Regions from separate parts of the Mus musculus genome. Here region 1 is linked to region 2. The links are chromatin contacts, called in public promoter capture Hi-C maps. All regions are on one chromosome and are shown on one strand. The core of a region is the stretch at or near the end of the contact, and the rest is flanking DNA. Distances in the headings are between cores, read along the strand shown.

The links. Promoter capture Hi-C pulls out the DNA fragments that hold promoters and counts their contacts.
Region 1: a promoter capture Hi-C map of hippocampal neurons shows a contact between it and region 2, with 5 times the contacts expected there. The contact joins the enhancer-like site here to the promoter of Cenpf in region 2. A contact is called at or near these places in 7 of 39 promoter capture datasets (the 3T3-L1 cell line, 3T3-L1-derived adipocytes, cranial neural crest and 4 more), 1 of 15 datasets of contacts at CTCF or cohesin (pro-B cells), 16 of 484 Hi-C or Micro-C datasets (CD4 T cells, the G1E-ER4 cell line, the HL-1 cell line and 8 more) and 4 of 115 datasets of contacts at active chromatin or transcription factors (astrocytes, embryonic stem cells, large pre-B cells and 1 more).

The regions. Positions count from the first base shown.
Region 1 is chr1:190,789,595-190,792,294 of GRCm38.p6, reverse strand. All of the region lies in intron 12 of Rps6kc1 (ribosomal protein S6 kinase polypeptide 1), which reads left to right. Among named protein-coding and RNA genes, the nearest start is that of Gm51740, 29 kb to the left of the region's middle. Within about 2 kb of position 1,419, at least 7 of the 459 cell types and tissues checked have an H3K27ac peak or open chromatin away from gene starts, as enhancers often do. A contact at or near this core is called in hippocampal neurons, where this site is marked.
Region 2 is chr1:189,686,587-189,689,340 of GRCm38.p6, reverse strand. Cenpf (centromere protein F) reads left to right here and starts at 1,255. Exons shown (of 18, transcript NM_001081363.2): 1 at 1,255-1,365.

The DNA of each region.
Region 1 (2,700 bases), core at 170-2,669, 1.1 Mb before region 2:
GCGGGAAGAGCTGTGCCTGTTGTCCTCAGTTTCCAGTTAGCCTTTGCCTCATCCATCAATGGCAATGGCTTTGGTCGGGAGTACCATGACACCCGGTGGCCGTTCAGAGCAGAGTTGTTGTGAGATGATCAGTGCAGAATGGAGCATGCTGTTGGTTTTCTCTGCGAGACGTGTGGGCTGCGGGAGGAAGCAAGGCTGTGTAGCCTAGGAATCAGTCATCCAGATGCTACATGACATGGCACACACCGCTCTGATTTCATCTCCCAAGAAAACAGCGTGGGGTGATGCCTATAAACCTTGAACAAATAATTGTTGGCCCCAGAGTGCTGATGAAGTGAAACCAAGCGTTTTGGACCTAGTTATGCAGATAATTCAAGAAAGTGTAGAACCACATCACCCTTAGGAGAAATCCAGACCTAAGTGGGAGGGGCCTAAGCTGAGCCGGCCCATTCGGCTCCTGCTCCTATCCTGTTCTCCACCCCACAGCAGTCAGGGGCAGTTTAGCTAACACACACTGAATTAGGAGAGCAAGGCAGGAAGCAAGGCTGGAGCCTCTCTTGGCCCAGCTTTCTTTCTTTCTGCCTGGCATTTGCACTAGACCTTTTCACGTTTCACAGGCCCGTGCCACATGCAGCAGAGCAAGCTGTCACCCAGAGGCAGCTACTGTGAGAGGTGCCACTCCACTGCCCAGCCGAAGCCACTATCAACTTGCTAACAGTGCCACAGTTAGCATCTGAGTGACTCCCACTGCCATCCTCTCTAATCTGTGTTCCACTTGCCACCGTGGGAACATCAGATGTCATTTAAACTTCATAGTCTACAAGGCGTAAAAGTGCAGAGGACTTGAGATAGATCATGGCTCTTAAAACAAATATTCTCGGCTCTTTGTGGGTGCTTTGAATGCTTTGAGTGAAGTGTTCCGAGATGCAATTGGATTATGTATTCAACACACATTTATCAGGTGCCTCCTGTGTCCCAGAAACTATGCTCGGGAGCCAGAAATAAAGACATAATTGGTATAATATTGACAGTTACTTTTGAAGTTATATCAAAGGAGACTGCCCCAACAGAGGACATAGACAACTGGGCTAACTAGGATGTTAATAGGCCTTCATAGGTGGCTAGTTATATTTACAGAATGGAATTGCACCTAGCTAACAAAAGACAAGCTTAGCTGTCTCTCTTGCCACAGTTGAGTCCATATAATGCTGGACACAAAATGCTTTCCCGTGTGTTTCCTTCTCTCTGGTCTTTAGCCATCAGCTGTAGTGGACGACTAATGCTTAGCCCCTGCATAGAAAATCTTTACACACAGCAAGAGCTGGAGAGAAATTGACTAGGATTTTGTAATTCTAGTCCCTTTCAATTAGCAGCAGATGCTGCAGGGAGAGCTTGCATGTGTGTGGGAGCACGGGACTAATGCTTCCCAGTGCTAGCTAAGGGACACGTGTAGCGGGAGAAAGATGCTCTTTCCCCTGGCTCACGAGTATCAGTAATGACAGATGGCTTTATTAAAGCACCTTTCTTTACTATGTGCATGCATTACTGATGCCTGGCTTCTTGTAAAAACTTTATAAAATCTTGACTATTTTAAATTTTAGTAAATACTTTAAAATTTTACAAAAATTTAGACATGCCAAGCTCCCTCCAAACACATACACACATGCACACACACACACACACATGTGCACACACACACGTGCACAGTGCACACAAGGTCAGACACTTAGTGTAACCAGCACTGACACATACACACACACACACACACACACACACACACACACACACATACACACACACACACACACACACACATGCACAGTGCACACAAGGTCAGACACTTAGTGTAACCAGCACTGACACATACACACACACACACACACACACATGCACACACACACACACGTGCACAGTGCACACAAGGTCAGACAGTGTAGCTACTACTAACATGCATATGCACAGGTCAAGCCACTTAGACAAAGTAGTCAGCATTGACAGGCACACGGGCAAGGTCACACACACTTGGTGTAGCCAGCACTGGTATGTACACATACATGCACATAACAAAGTCAGGCACTCAGTTTTTGTTTTTGACAATTTGCAAAACAGAGGATCCTGTAGCAGAAGTCATCCGTGTTTCTCCCTCTTTTACACAGAGGGCTTCTGCTATCATTTTAGTGTCGTGTATGAGTCTGTGGCTTTAAGATTGGTCCATGCCTGATACAAACTTGTTAGGTTACTGTTTGGCATTGCTTGAGTGTGTGGATGGTGATTTAATGGAGTGTTATTTTAAAACTTTATTTACTATAATTTCTGCTTTTTCACTGAGTTTTATTTTTACCCTCCAAAAGAAAAGTTAAGTGTCCAAGACGTATGTATTTCACAAGTTTAGCTATGAAGAATAATGTAGCCTATCCAGAGATCTATAGGTATGTAGATATGCGCCCCTTCTGCCTGCACTTGGATGTTGTGGTGCTGTTTGTGTGTTTGCTTTTTGAGACCGTCTTACACTGTATGTAGCCCAAGATGGCCTGGAACTCACTATGTAGCCTAGACTCCTTTCAAGCTCAAAAATCCTCCTGCTTCCAGCTAACTCCCAAGGACTGAGTCACAGGCGTGAGCACCATGCCTCTATCTAGGAGGGATACTTAAATACTTATCCTAAATTAAAGTAGAATTTTTCTCCATGTAAAATTCTCT
Region 2 (2,754 bases), core at 6-2,505:
GGAAACTGGGTGCTGGGATAAGCCCTGGGCACTAAGTGACCCTAAAAAGAAATGGGATGTGAGCAGAGAGACAATGAGAGGGATCACTGGAGAGGAAAGAGGAACTGAGAGCATTTTTATGTTTTAATTTTATGTGCATGCATGTTTTGCCAGCACGTATGTCGTTACATACCTGTTGCCTGTGGGCCCAGAAAAGGGAATCAGATTCCCTGAGCTGGATTTATAGATAGTTGTGACCTACTATGTGGATGTTAGGAACTGTACCCAGGTCTTCTGCAAGAGCAGCAACTGCTGAGCCACCTCTACAATTCCAAGGATATTTACTTCTTTTTTTAAAATTATTTTATTTTAAATTTATTTTCCACACTCCATATTCCATACCCCCGCCCCTATCCACCCTCCGTTTGCATCACATCCCATACCTCCTATGGATATTTACTTTTAAAGAAAAATATTTAGGCATTTAGGTGCTATTAGGAAAGTGGAAGCAGTATACTCAGTTTAGAAGAGCCTTGTGAATATTTGAATCTGATGAAGTGTTCCCCTCGGATCTCATATTCAGTAAATCCTGTCGGCGTGAGCCACCACAACCCATGCGAATCGCATATCCAGATTTTGAAAATATGGAGATGACAGAGAGGTCAGCAGTTGAGTTTTGCATGCATGTCTAGATTCAAGTTCAGATTATTTGTTATACTGTGCCTCTGTTATCCGCCCCCCCACCCCCCGCCTCCCCTCCCCTCTTCTTTTCTTTTCGAGACAAGGACTCTTGTCTATAGCCAGGCTGTCCTCCAAACGCCCTCCGCAGGGCTGCTATGGCAGGTGCGCGCCAACTTTTAAAGTAATAATCAACTTCGCAGCTAACTTTTATAATAATAATCCCCTCAGAGCTAACACCTTACGCTTGTCCTACGGTTAGAGCGAGCGGCCTCCCCGCAGCACAGACCTCACCTTACCCTGCTCCTCAAGCCCGCCCAGCCGCTCAGGGTTTAACCCTCATTCAGACCCGCAGTCCGCTCCTCCCAGCGTGCGGAGCCCGTCTCTAGGCAACGCCAGTGCATCCGACGTCTGCGCAGGCTCCGCCGCCGGCTCTGCTTGTTTTTAAACAGTCGTCCAAAAGGGCCAATCAGAGGCGGCTCACCGAGAAGCCGGGTGAGGACTGGTCGAAAGCCTCTCGCCATGGCCAATGGGCGTGGAGGCTAGCTGGGCGGGACCGGAAGTGAGCGGGAGGGAAGAGGGGCGGCGGCGGCGGGCAGTTTGAATCGCTCGTGCTGGTCGGGGAGGAACGGTGCGCTGTGTGAGGAGCTCGGCGGTGAGGAACTCGGGGCTCGCAGAGCCCGGAGCCAGGTTCTGTGAGGAGCTCAGGTGAGCAGCGTCCCCCCTCGGGGCCCCCGTCCTCCGCCCGCGGCCCCCCATCGGAGGCCCGCATGGTTTCTAGAAGCTTCTTTCTCACTTGGCGGCTTAGGGTCGCCAGGGTGCCAGGCTGTGCTGTGTGCTCAGCAGCCAGAACTAGCTAGCACTGGCAGAGAGGCAGGGGATCCTGACGGAGGACAACAGCAGAAACCTGCCAGACCCTCTTTAGGGCCTGAGGCGGGCGGTGGGCCCATGAACGGAGCCCTCCGCATTTTAAAGACATACTTTCGGTGGAAGTTCTTTTACACCGTCACCACAGAGATTTTGCTTCATCTTTCAAAGTCTTCTTCTCAGACCCTGCCTCTTTAATCTTAATTTTTTACATTTACGGATTTTACAACTTTTGCTCTAGTGACCCGATTTAGGTGGCTGACAGGTTGTTCCGTACCCAGTCAACACCTAATGGCAATTAGGCGATCGGTGTGATGTATTTATATATAAGTGTAGGAGAGGTAGAAAATGTATATAAGTGTGTAATGAACATAGTAAAAAAAAATGCCTTTTAAACACCCAAGACTAATAACCAAAACTCTGACATCACTCACTCCAAATAACAATCCTAAAACCCCATGATCCCCAGTGAACAGTATATAATTGGAGACTAAGACAATGCTCTGCGCTGCACATATGAGAAGACACCACCATAATCTGCCCTCAGGAGCCTCAAATCAAAAACTTCTGTTGGCTTGTAAGGCCTTAATGGGAAAGGTTGTGTGTAGTCTTGCTTCAATTTGATGTCCCAGGATCAGGTGGTATCCAAGGGGGTCTCCTCCCCTCTCTGAGAAGGGAAGGTGTTTGTGAGGATGGGACTGGGATCACAGGCAGAAGGGGAGGCTACCATTAGGATGTAGAATGAATAAATAATAATAATAAAAAGGAAAAAAAAAACTGAACCTGACAAGCTAAAATATGTCACCCAGGTGAGCAGCCCTGGGAAGATAGGGTTAAGACTGTAATTAGAAATTTAAAGTGTAAATACTGTATACTAATCCTCAGCATAATAAAATATAACTTTAGTTATCTTAACTACATTTGTAAATATCTTCTTGCTCTCAACAAAGTGTGTGACTACAAACATGAATATAGCTGTTTGTAGGTTTTGAATTAGAAAATAAACCTGCTGGATTCCCTTGCTTATATTGCCTCTCTAGATGTTTTGTTGCTTTTATTTTGTTTTGTTTTTTGACTTGTTGGCTGTGTAGCCCTGTCTGGCCTGGAACTCACTCTGTAGACCAGGCTGGCTTCAAACTCAGAGATCCACTGGCCTCTGTCTCCCAAGTGCTGGGGTGAAAGGTGGATATGGCTGTGGCACGTTGATGTATTGATTTCGGTGGCTGGCTG